2 separate regions of the Pan troglodytes genome follow, and region 2 is linked to region 1. The links are chromatin contacts, called in public Hi-C maps. All regions are on one chromosome and are shown on one strand. Each heading gives the region's core, a stretch centred on a gene start, on an enhancer-like site or on the middle of the called end of the contact. The rest is flanking DNA. Distances are from core to core; before and after follow the strand shown.

The links. Hi-C and Micro-C count contacts between places; a contact is called where the count stands out from the background.
Region 2: a contact with region 1 is called in a Hi-C map of induced pluripotent stem cells, with 1.7 times the contacts expected there. The contact joins the promoter of SLC12A6 here to the promoter of PGBD4 in region 1. A contact is called at or near these places in 2 of 7 Hi-C or Micro-C datasets (blood and induced pluripotent stem cells).

Annotation. Positions count from the first base shown.
Region 1 is chr16:26,026,068-26,032,975 of NHGRI_mPanTro3-v2.0_pri, forward strand. PGBD4 (piggyBac transposable element derived 4) reads left to right here and starts at 2,456. Exons shown (of 1, transcript XM_016927898.3): 1 at 2,456-6,897. The coding sequence starts at 2,456. The coding sequence ends at 4,213. It overlaps EMC7 (ER membrane protein complex subunit 7), which reads right to left and starts at 4,234. Exons shown (of 5, transcript XM_510278.7): 1 at 1,528-4,234. The coding sequence starts at 1,997.
Region 2 is chr16:26,261,793-26,268,771 of NHGRI_mPanTro3-v2.0_pri, forward strand. It overlaps SLC12A6 (solute carrier family 12 member 6), which reads right to left and starts at 1,996. Exons shown (of 26, transcript XR_010151588.1): 1 at 352-1,996. It overlaps NOP10 (NOP10 ribonucleoprotein), which reads right to left. Exons shown (of 2, transcript XM_001165824.6): 2 at 5,686-6,075. The coding sequence ends at 5,935.

The DNA of each region.
Region 1 (6,908 bases), core at 1,206-3,705:
TCACGCCTATAATCCCAAAAATGTGACAGGCTGAGGCAGAAATATCACTTGAGGCCAGGAGTTTGAGACTACACCGGGCAACATAGCAAGACCCTGTCTCTACAAAAAATTAAAAAATTAGCTGGACATGATGGCGTCCGCCTGTAGTCCTATCTACTCAGGAGGCTGAGACAGGAGGATCACTTGAGTACAGAAGTTCGAAGCTGCCATGAACTATGATCTCGCCACTGCACTCCAGGCTGAGTAACAGAAAAAGACCTTGTCTCAAAAAAATAAAAAGAAAGATACAATGAAACATTAAGGGTTGTTTTCCTACTTTGTTTCTAATATACTATTTTTAAACAGAAATTAAATGCTTTTTAAAAGAACTGTATACAGAAGAGTGGCCAAATGGTCAATTAAGGCTTATTCCTAAAGCTTAATGAGAACTTTATCATTAAAACATCATTAATTAGGGTAAACTCTAACGAATGCCCTAATGCCAGATTCTTAATGACAGACAGCAGTAAAATACTGGTTGTAAATTTGTCACTATTTATTAATCTGAGGTTGAATAACCACTCAAGGGCACTTAGATGATCTGAACAAATATGTAAATCAGATTTGGATTTAAATGTCTACATTTAAGTTGTCTGATTTTCAGATACCATTTGCTGGTGTACGAACCCACCAAAGGAAATACTTCCTAATTATTTGCTTTCAGTTTACAGTTTCACCTCCAAGTAAGGGTGGAAAGATTTAAAACAACATACGCGTGCCTAGACATTTCAAAAGCAGGCTGCTGCAAAACTAGTGCTAACAAATTCGTCCTGTCTTTTAATATAGACAGAAAACCCACTTCCACTAATAGCATGAAAGGACAGAAGCAAGAAAGCAATGTAGAGGAACCCTAGTCTCACATAAATGACAAGTGTGATATAGCAAATCTCTCGATGAATTCAACTGTAAAAAAGAACAACAATCCCACCCCCAAGCAAAAAAAAAAAAAAAAAAAGTGCTTTGATTAGGGATTTCAGAGCCTATTAATTTTAGAAGCAGTAACATTAGCCTCCCAGTCTATGTCGTCACTAGAAGCCCTTTGGGTTTTGAGAATTCCCACTTGTGTCGCATCTTTCTACATAATAACAAGCTACCAAAAGACTGAAGTGAATGCAAAAAACGACTAGGTTCTAGGGAAACCAGATGAGATATAAAAGAATCCAACAAGAGACTAATAAGGGTCCACCTGTCCCCAGGGCCCAGGAATGATCGTCCCCACATGGGGCCAAAATAAGGTTGGAAATAACTGACTCCAAGCTCTGACCAGGGCAGGGGGTGAGCGCCTGCCATGCTCATTCCAGAGGTACAGGACCAGGAAAGGGAAAGCATCCGACTGCCTCCCAAGGTCTCCCGGCATAGACCGTTAGCGGCACCCTCCCCTTCAGTCTGAGACAGCGATGTTGTCCCGTCCTGACGCTTAACTCTCCTGGTGGGGTCCCTGTCCGGCCTCCATCCCAGCCTTTTTCCCGCTGCCCTCAGGATGCTCACTTAAGGAAACCGACGTGCTCTTCTCCGTCTACCAGCACTCGGGCCGCCGAGATCCAGTCCTGAGGCTTCACCCCTGGAACAACTGCACGCCCCTCAATCTTGAAGCGATCTCCTATGCCGACCCCACTCCCTCCCGATCCCTCAGCAGCAGCCCCGGGCACCTCCGAGCTCTGGACATCCCCCGATAGCAGCAGCAGCAGCAGGACGGGAAAGAAGCCCCACAGAGCGGCCGCCATGACAGCAGCTCTGCACTCAGACCGGCAGCCCCGGAAGCCCTCCCAGTCTCCCGGCCGCCACCGCCGCCGCTGGCGGCTTGATGTTGTCATCACTGCGCGCCCGTTTCTGTCATAAGCTGTGGGATCCAACCAGAGGGAAGAGATGATGGCCGATCGACTAGCGAGGCGGAAGTAAGGCGGAAGTACTGCCCTTAGCTCCCGGCACTCTGGATTGGAAGACGGCGCACAGAGCATGTGTCAAGTGCCTATGAAGCGGACTGCCCATGAAGTGAAAGTCAAGTGTGTGTTGCTGCGGCAGCCACGGAGGCCAAGGACCTCACGGGAGTAAAAGATGACGAGACTGGCTTCGGGAGAAACACCATCCAGAAGAGACCTTTCAAAAAACTTCTAGAGACTCCCCAAGACGTATGAGATGAAAGGCTTCTTCTGTCTGTGTGCGTTTAACCCCTTTCTCCTTAGCCCCGAGATTACGCGCTGCTGTGCCTGCGACTGCAGCGTTTACGCCGAGATAACTCGTGGATTACAGTGCCAACCTTACTCCCAAAGTTTGCCACGAAATATCTCGTTTCTGTTATTTTCGCATGGTTCTGGTATATTGACTTTTGAAACAAAAGACATCATTCTATTTATAGCATTCTGTTTTTAGTAGTGGTATTTCCATCTACAAAATATAGTAATTCTCGATCGCTGAAATGTCAAATCCTAGAAAACGTAGCATTCCTATGCGTGATAGTAATACCGGTCTCGAACAGTTGTTGGCTGAAGATTCATTTGATGAATCTGATTTTTCGGAAATAGATGATTCTGATAATTTTTCGGATAGTGCTTTAGAAGACGATAAGATCAGGCCTCTGTCCCATTTAGAATCTGATGGAAAGAGCTCTACATCAAGTGACTCAGGGCGCTCCATGAAATGGTCAGCTCGTGCTATGATTCCACGTCAAAGGTATGACTTTACCGGCACACCTGGCAGAAAAGTCGATGTCAGTGATATCACTGACCCATTGCAGTATTTTGAACTGTTCTTTACTGAGGAATTAGTTTCAAAAATTACTAGAGAAACAAATGCCCAAGCTGCCTTGTTGGCTTCAAAGCCACCGGGTCCGAAAGGATTTTCGCGAATGGATAAATGGAAAGACACTGACAATGACGAGCTCAAAGTCTTTTTTGCAGTAATGTTACTGCAAGGTATTGTGCAGAAACCTGAGCTGGAGATGTTTTGGTCAACAAGGCCTCTTTTGGATACACCTTATCTCAGGCAAATTATGACTGGTGAAAGATTTTTACTTTTGTTTCGGTGCCTGCATTTTGTCAACAATTCTTCTATATCTGCTGGTCAATCAAAGGCCCAGATTTCATTGCAGAAGATCAAACCTGTGTTCGACTTTCTTGTAAATAAATTCTCAACTGTATATACTCCAAACAGAAACATTGCAGTTGATGAATCACTGATGCTGTTCAAGGGGCCATTAGCTATGAAGCAGTACCTCCCGACAAAACGAGTACGATTTGGTCTGAAGCTATATGTACTTTGTGAAAGTCAGTCTGGTTATGTGTGGAATGCGCTTGTTCACACAGGGCCTGGCATGAATTTGAAAGATTCAGCCGATGGCCTGAAATCATCACGCATTGTTCTTACCTTGGTCAATGACCTTCTTGGCCAAGGGTATTGTGTCTTCCTCGATAACTTTAATATATCTCCCATGCTTTTCAGAGAATTACATCAAAATAGGACTGATGCAGTTGGGACAGCTCATTTGAACAGAAAACAGATTCCAAATGATCTGAAAAAAAGGATTGCAAAGGGGACGACTGTAGCCAGATTCTGTGGTGAACTTATGGCACTGAAATGGTGTGACGGCAAGGAGGTGACAATGTTGTCAACATTCCACAATGATACTGTGATTGAAGTAAACAATAGAAATGGAAAGAAAACTAAAAGGCCACGTGTCATTGTGGATTATAACGAGAATATGGGAGCAGTGGACTCGGCTGATCAAATGCTTACTTCTTATCCATCTGAGCGCAAAAGACACAAGGTTTGGTATAAGAAATTCTTTCACCATCTTCTACACATTACAGTGCTGAACTCCTACATCCTGTTCAAGAAGGATAATCCTGAGCACACGATGAGCCATATAAACTTCAGACTGGCATTGATTGAAAGAATGCTGGAAAAGCATCACAAGCCAGGGCAGCAACATCTTCGAGGTCGTCCGTGCTCCGATGATGTCACACCTCTTCGTCTGTCTGGAAGACATTTCCCCAAGAGCATACCAGCAACGTCCGGGAAACAGAATCCAACTGGTCGCTGCAAAATTTGCTGCTCCCAATACGACAAGGATGGCAAGAAGATCCGGAAAGAAACGCGCTATTTTTGTGCCCAATGTGATGTTCCGCTTTGTGTTGTTCCATGCTTTGAAATTTACCACACGAAAAAAAATTATTAAATACCGAGCATCATACACATCTGTTCCATTAGGATTAGAGACAAGTTCTGTTTAGAAATAACTCCAAGATTGGGAGGCCGACCTGGGTGGATCACCTGAGATCAGGAATTCAAGACCAGCCTGGCCAACATGGTGAAACCCTGTCTCTACTAAAAATACAACAATTAGCTGGATGTGGTGGCACATGCCTGTAATCCAAGCTACTTGGGAGGCTGAGGCAGGAGAATTGCTTGAACCCATGAGGCGGAGGTTGCAGTGAGCTGAGATCACACCACTGCACTCCAGCCTGGGTGACATAGCGAGACTCCATCTCAAAAAAAAGAAATAACCCCAAGAACAGTTTTGTTGTTTTTGTTTTGTTTTGTTTTGTTTTGAGACGGAGTTTCACTCTTGTTGCCCAGGCTGGAGTGCAATGGCATGATCTTGGCTCACTGTAACCTCCACCTCCCAGGTTCAAGCGATTCTCCTGCCTCAGCCTCCCTAGTAGCTGGGATTACAGGCATGTGCCACCACACCCACTTAATTTTGCATTTTTAGTAGAGACTGGGTTTATCCATGTTGGTCAGGCTAGTCTTGACCTCCCGACCTCAGGTGATCCGCCCATCTGGGCCTCACAAAGTCCTGGGATTATAGGCGTGAGCCACTGCGCCTAGCACCAAGAACAGTTTTTATATTTTATTTTCACATTGAAAATCAGTCAGATTTGCTTCAGCCTCAAAGAGGGTGTTTATGTAAAACTAAATGAGTGCAGGCAGCGAGCTACACTTTTTTTTTTTCCTAAATGGAAAATGGGAAGGAGATACTGTCTCTGAACAAAAATAGATGGAAAAACACATAACTGTTAACTAAGGGTTGCCTCTAGTGAAAAGGATTGGAAGACAATTTATCTGATGCTACACTATTCTTCCTGTTGTGATTGTTTTACTGTGAACATAACAAGGTTGTATTGGGGAGGAGGGCAGGGGTTGATTGCTGCCAATGTTGATTGCTGAGGCCTTAGCCAAGATTTCAGGCATCATTTGCTCCAGCCCTTTCATTTTCTTTATGGTGGAAAGTGAAGTGACTTGCCCAAGATCTTTGTTGGCCCTAAACATCGCTGTCTCTGCTACAGATTCCTATTGAGAGCAATGCATGTTTTAGCCTTGTGCACTCTTAGAGTCAGCATCATGGGAAAGAGTAACAGCAATTGAAAAAAGAGATTCAAGAGCCAAGTACTCAGCCCTGGCAGGGGATGGGGACATGATGCCCAGAGCCACCCCTATACTCCAGTCTCCCAGGCATCAGCTACTGCAGTACTGGGGTACTTGCCCTCATCTTTTTTCTGAAGATAGTTACTTCTTCATATTTGATCGTCGGAAGGAGCAGCATTGCTCAGAAACACACACACACACACACACACACTTGACTTTCTTGTCCGCCAAATAAATTTCTTATTTGCTAGGGAACTGGTAATCTAGGCTCAAGAAGTGTGTGGAGAAGGTTTATTTTCATTCTTTTTACTTTAAAATATGCCTTAGTTTTTGAATAGATAAGACATTCAAGTGTCAGAAAGTAAAAGTCAGTTCAGGACCGAGAAAGGAAAGATCAGTGCTGATTTTAATCAGACTGTAATGTACCAACTAGATACAGACAGGGCCAGTGGCAAGGCCATCAGAAAACTTCTTCCCAAGGCCACACCACACCTGCAAAATGCCTAACAACCTTCTTCTTTTCAGTGATTACCACTTTCTTACCAATGACTTTGCTTTGTTCCTCGTGCCTCTGAACAGACTGCTGAGATACCCAATCCAGAGCCAATCCTTGCTTCCCTAGACTCTCCTCAATCATTCAACAGAAGCCCAAATCTTGTAAAAGTTCCTTTCTGGGCCGGGCACAGTGGCTCACGCCTGTAATCCCAGCACTTTGGAAGGCCGAGACGGGCGAATCACGAGGTCAGGAGTTTGAGACTAGCCTGGCCAACATGGTGAAACCCTGTCTCTACTAAAAATACAAAAAAAAATTAGCTGGGCATAGTGGTGGGTGCCTGTAATCCCAGCTACTTGGGAGGCTGAGACAGGAGAATCACTTGAACCCGGGAGGCAGAGGTTGCAGTGAGCCAAGATCGCACCACTGCACTCCAGCCCTGGCGACAGAGTGAGACTCCATCTCAAAAAATAAAAAAGTTTCCTTCTGTTCCCTCGTACTGTTATATCCTTGGTTTCTCTGGTGTGGGGTCTTCCTTACAGCAGCAAGCTCATAAACTTAACTTGACCGCAGGTGTGTTCCTTGGTGGTCTTTATCTGATAGACTTTGTCACATGGTACAATATTCCAAAGGCACATGGTACAATATTCAAAAGGTATGAGTATACAAAAAAAATCTCCCACCTACTTCTCTCCCTAGTCACCCAATTCTCAAGAGGCAATCAGTGTTGCCATTTTCCTGAGTATTCTTCCACAGATAGTCAACTATCTACAGAAAAATATATACATTAAAAATAAGGCCAGGTACAGTGGCATGCCTGTAGTCCCAGCTATTCAGGAGGTTGAAGCAGGAGGATCACTTGAGGCCAGGAGGGCCAGGAATTTGAAGCTGTAGTGTGCTATGATGGCAGGCCTGTGAATAGCCATTGCACTCCATCCTGGGCAACATAGCCAGACCCTGTCTCTTAAAAAAAAAAAAAAAAAAAAAGACAAAAAAACAAATGCATATATAC
Region 2 (6,979 bases), core at 746-3,245, 240 kb after region 1:
TCACTAAATTTTAAAATTTAGGATTCTGTGTGCTGAAAACGATTACATTCTTTGATATTCACCTTTAACCAAAATACCCACTTCATTTCTAAGAAGACAAAAATGAGGAAGTTAAAATATACATTTGCCTTCCTTCTTGTCATACACGTTCCCACATACCAAATTACTACTGCAAAGAGCCACTATGCTATTATTCCAAAGAGTTCCTAAGCATCTCACAAAGAGATGCCTTGGTTCCTGATGACTATTATAATCATAATTATATGATTATGATCTTCCAGATCCATAGATGGTCATCTTGGATAAAGAAGCCAGTAATGAAAGTATGCTGCGGTCTGTGTTTCTGCTTACCCTCGATGACATCCTGGGGGTGAGAAGTCCGGTCACTGGGTGGATCCAGTGCAACAGTTGCCAGCGAAGTGGTGGCCCCAGACATCTCACTCATAGGCTCACTCCGGCTTGTTTCAGGCACGCTTTCCCGGGAGCTAAATCTTACTCGGGAACTAGATCGAGAGCTGAGGTCTGGACTGGTGTCTGACAAACCTGGAATGTCATCGATCTTTGTCGGTGTCACCATGAACCGAACTGAAGCCATCTTGGTGGTGGTTTCTGGAGGATGCATTTTGTTCTTTTTAAGAACAAAAAAAGTGGGGGGAACCTCGCAAAATCTTCCTCTTACGCTAGCTACTTTTGACTGCAATACAAAAGGTAACTTGAAAAATAACACATTTCAATAACCTTGATTCACACCACACAAAAAGCCCCAACTAAGAATACTTCTACTCAGAATTCAAGCCGACTGCCCTAGAAAGTGCATCACCAATAGATGAATATATTTTTTAAGAGAGAAAAAAACAAAAAACAAAAAGACAAAACAATGCCAATCTTGTGTGACTTCTTTCCTTCAGAATGAAGAGCTACCTAGCTAACCCCTCTGGTCCGGGGCTGAAGGCTCAGTGCCATGGTCTCAGGGCAGCAGATGAAGCCTCCCTCCCCTCAGCCCCCAGTTTCCTGTCGAGGTAGTCCTTTATCTGATGAGTGTCCCACGGTTCTAGTTGGGCGAAGTGCGTGCAGGCAAACCTTTATCAGGCGACTATAGCGTGGATCAGATTGCAAAAAGGTGTACACCCGGCCACCTGTTGTGTATCAGGTGAATACCCCACAGGTCTGGCTGGGGGGAGGTGTATGCAAAGCCACCCGGTGTTTTTGATGTCGACAATCCACTTGGGTCTGGTTGGAAAGGTGCACATGCATAACGGGAAAAATAACCCACACTACTGACAGAAGGGTGAGCAGAGGAGGATGCAGGGGCAGAGCGGATTCCTGTCTCCGAGAGGTCGGTGGGGGTGGCGCGCCCGCTCTTCTCCTAGCAGAAAGGTCCTCGGGGTCTGGGAGGAGGTTAGCGGATCAAGACACCTCGGACTGCAGCTCAGAGTCGTGGCAAGTCGTAGCTAGTCCACTGAGCCACGGTCCGCTCGCTAGGTTTCTCCTGCGTGTGACAGGACGAGCCACCCCCTTTGCCGGAGGCGCGTTCTCCCCTACCCCCGCCCCGGCGCAGGTCACCCCCTCGTCGTTCTTCCTCCGGGTCCCAGTAGAGGAGGAGACGGTCACGCAGGCTGGCCTGACTGGGCAGCAGGGTGAGGGAGAAGGAGGTCGCAGGTGCAGTATCCCGGCGCCAGCTGATGCGGGTGCGCGCGCAGCTGTTGTTTACTAGCCGGTAACTGTTTCAGAGCCGCGGCGCGCGCAGGGTTCGCGCTGCCTGGGCTGGCGCCCCCTCCCCGGCCCGACGCCAGAGCAGCAGTTACGTGACCTGGCCTCCCCCAGCCCCGGGCCCGACGGGGTGCGCCCGCGCCGCCGCAGCCCTTCCCTTCCCTCCCTGCTTGTTCCTCATTCGAGGTGAACCTTGCGAAGAGAAGCCCGGGGTTGCAGTGAGAGGGCGGAACCGTCCCGCGGGCGCCCGAAAGCCCCGCCCAGCCGCCGCAGCCCGCGGTGACCGACTGCAGCGCGCCTGCGCTCGCCGCGGGACACGGCAGGCGGGGCGGGGCCGAATACGAGTGGCCAGGGGCACGACGGGAGTTGTAGTCCAGGGCACGGCCCGACCCGCGTGAAGAGGGGAATAATCCTTTTCCTTGGTCCGGCTGTGCTGCACACTCACTCTGGAAGCATCCTAGAGGGCGGGCGCTGCTCCTCACCCTCAGAACCCGGGGAGCCATTTCTCTTTCATGAGTGTCTCTGAAAACATCATTCATGATTTCTTTAACCAGAAACACCGCTCCTATACCTGGGAATAACCCTCATTGTAATTTTTATGTAGAGGTCTACATACAAATAAACCACTTTTATGTAAAAAAAAAAAAAATTAAAACTATAAAGTAGGCCTGGCGCGGTGGTTCACGACTGTAATCCTAGCACTTTGGGAGGCTGAGGCGGGCGTGATCACCTGAGCTCAGGAGTTCCAGACCAGCCTGGCCAGCATAGCGAAACCCCGTCTCTACCAAAAATTCAAAAATTAGCCGGGCGTGGTGGCGTGTGCCTGTAATTCCAGCTATTCCTTAGACTGAGGCAGGAGAATCGCTTGAACTCGGGAGGCGGAGGTTGCAGTGAGCCGAGAACGCACCATTGCACTCCAGCCTGGGGGGACAAGAGCAAAACTCCGTCTCAAAGAAATAAATAAATAAAAATAAAACTATAAAGTACCTTAAACACATTTGTCCTACTTTAATTTTTTGTTGTTGTTCTTGTCCTTTTAATAAATGCTATGTCCACTTTCTAGTCAGACTGAAAGTTCCACTAAATAATACATTTTTTTATACCTGGAGAAGACGTTGATGTATTTTCTCAAATCCATTCCATGTTTTCACCACTACGTTTGTCGCTAGAATATTTTTTCTTAGTGTTTATTTAATGTATAAATGGAGGTGTTCGATAAATTCTGACTCACCAATGTTTTGTTTGAAAAGCTATTTCCTATAGCTGTGATCAAGACCTCTAAATTTAACAATCACCTGGGCCCAGAAACTGGCCCCTGGTTTTGCCTGGGGTCTTGGCTCCTCACAAGTGGTTATGTTTAAGCAGCACTCCTAGTAATGGGAACTGTATTCCCGGAAGTTCTCTTTTATCAAATGACACACAAAGTCCAAATCCTTTCAAGGATTGAAGGATCAAAAAGGTTAAAAAGATCCTGGTAACAAAATGAGAAATCCTAATGTAAAGTGTAAACCTCCTAAAGTTTGACTCTTTATAAAGTCTGGGTTTCTTGATTCAGGCCCACAGCTTTCATCCAGCCTCAGCAGGATCAATTTTTTCCTCAGGCAGGCCTGCCGTTCATTCAAACTTCAGACTTTTCCTTTATAAAGAAACAGAATTTTTATGAAACCCAATTTCCTACCATTGTATCTGCATTTACTTATATATACCACCTAATTCCAATATACTATCCCTGTTAAGACTTTTCTTGTTTCTGAGCACTAACCAAGCTCTATAAATGTGTGTCTCAGACGTTAATACCCCAGGGATCTCTTTATTTTCTCAGGGAGACACAGCCTCTGGTGCAAAATGAAGCCTCATTCCTCAGGGGATCTCTTATGGAAAAAGTCCTTTTTATATTCATGCCAGTTTGCTTTCTCTCCTCTATATTCATTAGGAATATTTTCAGGTTAAAGCTTTTAAGTCTACACAGGTGGTAGCATGGAGCAATGCTAATTCTTTTTTTTTTTTTTTTCTTTTTTGTAAGATAAAGGCAGAACTGCAGCCAACATTAAAAAAATGGTAGCAAAATTCACTTACTGACTTTGGTGCTTAAGAAACGTGTCTCCAATCATTATCCCCTTAATTGGATAAGATAACTTTTAAAAATCTTTCAGATCCAATGTTATATCCAATCCTGTAAGTGAACAAGCTAAGAAATAAAATTGCTCGACAGGAAACAAGTATCCCATTTCCACTTTCTCTAAGTTAACTCTTTAAAATCCTTCAGATCCAATGTTAAGAACCCTGCAAGTAAGCGAACAGGCTAAGAAATAAAATTCCTTGACAGGAAACAAGTATCTCATTTCACCATTCCTATATGTTTCAGTAATGTATTTCAAAATCATCTGTCTTCTATTAATTATGACTCCAGTTGAGAGATTTTTTTTTTTTCTTTTCAGCAACCCACAACTATCCTGAACTTTTCTGCTGGGATGGTCAAATAGCAAGATCCAAGAAAAGCAAAGTCTGGCCGGGCACTGTGGCTCACGCTCGTAATCCCAACACTTTAGGAGGCCAAGGCAGGAGGACAGCTTGAGCCCAGGAGTGCAACACCAGCTTGGGCAACATAGTGAGACCTCGTTTCTATAAAAAATTAAAAAATGGGGTGGACCGCTTGAGACAGGGAGGTAGAGGCTGCAATGAGTTGTGATCACATCACTGCACTCCTGCCTGGACCACAGGAGTGAGACCTGACTCAAAAAAAAAAAAAAAAAAAAAGTATTTCCAGGGCATGTCTTCATAAATCACATCTGTGCTAATTTAAGTTATATCTGCTTCTGGAATCTAGAATTTTTATCATAGAAAATAAAGATTGCAGAATTAAAATACAGACTCCACAAAGCAATTTTAAAATCCGCAGCACTAGGCCGGCCAAGGTGGCTCATGCCTGTAATCCCAGCACTTTGGGAGGCTGAGAAGGGCGGATTACTTGAGGTCAGGAGTTTGATATCAGCCTGACCAACAAGGTGAAACCTTGTTTCTACTAAAAATACAAAAATTAGCCAGGTATGGTGGTGTGCGCCTGTAGTCCTAGCTACTCGGGAGGCTGAGGCAGGAGAATAGCTTGAACCCAGGAGGCGGAGGTTGCAGTGAACCAAGATGGCGCCACTGCACTCCAGCCTGGGGTACAAGAGCAAAACTCCATCTCAAAAAAGAAAGAAAGAAAGAAAGAAAGACAGACAGACCCAGGCCAGGTGTGGTGACTCATGCCTGTAATCCCAGCACTTTGGGAGGCTGAGGTGGGTGGATCACTTGAGGTGAGGAGTTTGAGACCAGCTTGGCCGACATGGCGAAACCCTGTCACTACTAAAAGAAATACAAAAATTAGCCAGGTGTGGTGGCGTGCATCTGTAATCCCAGTTACTTGGGAAGCTGAGGCAGGAGAATTGCTTGAACCTGGGAGACGGAGGTTGTAGTCAGCCAAGGCTGCACCCCTGCACTCCAGCCTGGACAACAGATCTAGACTCTGTCTCAAAAAAAAAAAAAGAAAGGCCCACCACTAAATCAATTTGAGCTCAAAGATAAGTTAATCAGGAGAAAAATCAGACTAAACAGGTTAAGTAACTTTCTCAAAGTTATACAAAAAGCAAATACTGGTCTTCTGACTTTCAATTCACTGACTTCTGTCTATATTATGCCTATTACTTTTACAAGTACTCTTCCATTTTTAATCAAAATGTTATTTCAAGGGACAAGAAATTATGTAAGTGACAACAGGGGTATTTTTCAGTGAATGCTGACAGCTGTGAAAGTCTTAATCTTTCTTCCCCAATACCCTCCTATCATGAACAGCACATGACCACTCTTGCAACAGCAGGACTGAAGTTTTTCTTCCAAGTGGTATTGTTGCAACTCTCTGGGGTACTCTCCTTTATCATCTCCCTCCCTTTAAAAAAATATTGCCAATCCTTTCCTCCAACAACTCACAAAATAAGAGTTTTTCAAATAATTTTATCTTTAATAATCTTGTAGTAATTTAAAATATGAGAAAAAAAGTCAAATGTGTTCCCTTTATGGGTGATGCCACCATGATTGCCTCACACAAGCATGATCAATCGCCCCGAGAGACTGGATGCCAAAGAGTATGGCTGGCAAAAAGGCATCAGGGCTCACAGTCCGAAGAGTTTGGTTACGGAGTCTCCGAGGGGTAACAGGCGGCAGAAAAGACATCAGTTTAAGGGACCTTCAGAGGACAGGGCGCGGTTGCTGGGTCATGAGCACCTTGAAGCGTTTCTTGATGGTGATTCGGTGTCGAGAGTATTTGTCATCTGGGGAGAACCGAGCAGGATGGGCTGAGCAGGTCTGTTGTCCCATTGGGTCAAATTTCTGCTCCAGGAACAGAGAATGTATGTCAGTACAGGAGTGATGAAATGGGGTGGGGCCAGCGCGAAAAAGGGCAAACATGAAAACAGAAGATGCAATGGTCAACTCAAAAAGTTGTACAAATAAATAGAGAAATATAAAATTTAAAAAGGCCGAGCGCGGTGGCTCACGCCTGTAATCCTGGCACTTTGGGAGGTCGAGGCGGGAGGATGGCTTGAGGTCAGAAGTTTGAGACCAGCCTGGGCAATATGGCGAAACCTCGTCTCTACAACAAACAAACAAACAAAACCAACCAACCAAACAAAAAACCCCAAAACCAAAAATTAGCCGGGTGTGGTGGCGCACGCCTGTAGTCCCAACTACTCGGGAGGCTGAGGCAGAAGGATTGTTTGAGCCCAGGAGGCGGAGGTTGCAGTGAGCCGAGACCGCGCCTCTGCACTACAGCCTAGGCAACAAAGCGAGTCCCTGTCTTTAAAAAAAAAAAAAAAAAAAAAAGGGAAAGTGACTGCAATGGCGCTATCCCGGCTCACTGCAACCTCTGCCTCCCGGGTTTAAGCGATTCTCCTGTCTCAGCCTCCCGAGTAGCTGGGATAACAGGCGCACACCGCCATGCCCGGCTAATTTTTTGTATTTTAGTAGAAACGGAGTTTCACCGTGTTGCCCAGAATGGTCGCGAACTCCTGAGCTAAGGCAATCCACCCGCCTCGGCCTCCCAAAGTGCTAGGATTACAGGCGTGAGCCACTGCGCCCCGCCAGAATTTTTTCTTTTAATTAAAAAATGAGTCGCGCGGTCCCGGTTCTTCCCCACCTCGGTTCTGGACTTTCTGGTTCCCCGCACCCAGCTAGGTAACTCCACGTATGACCTCACCCACTCCTCCCATCTACATTTCTCGCCATGCCTATTTAC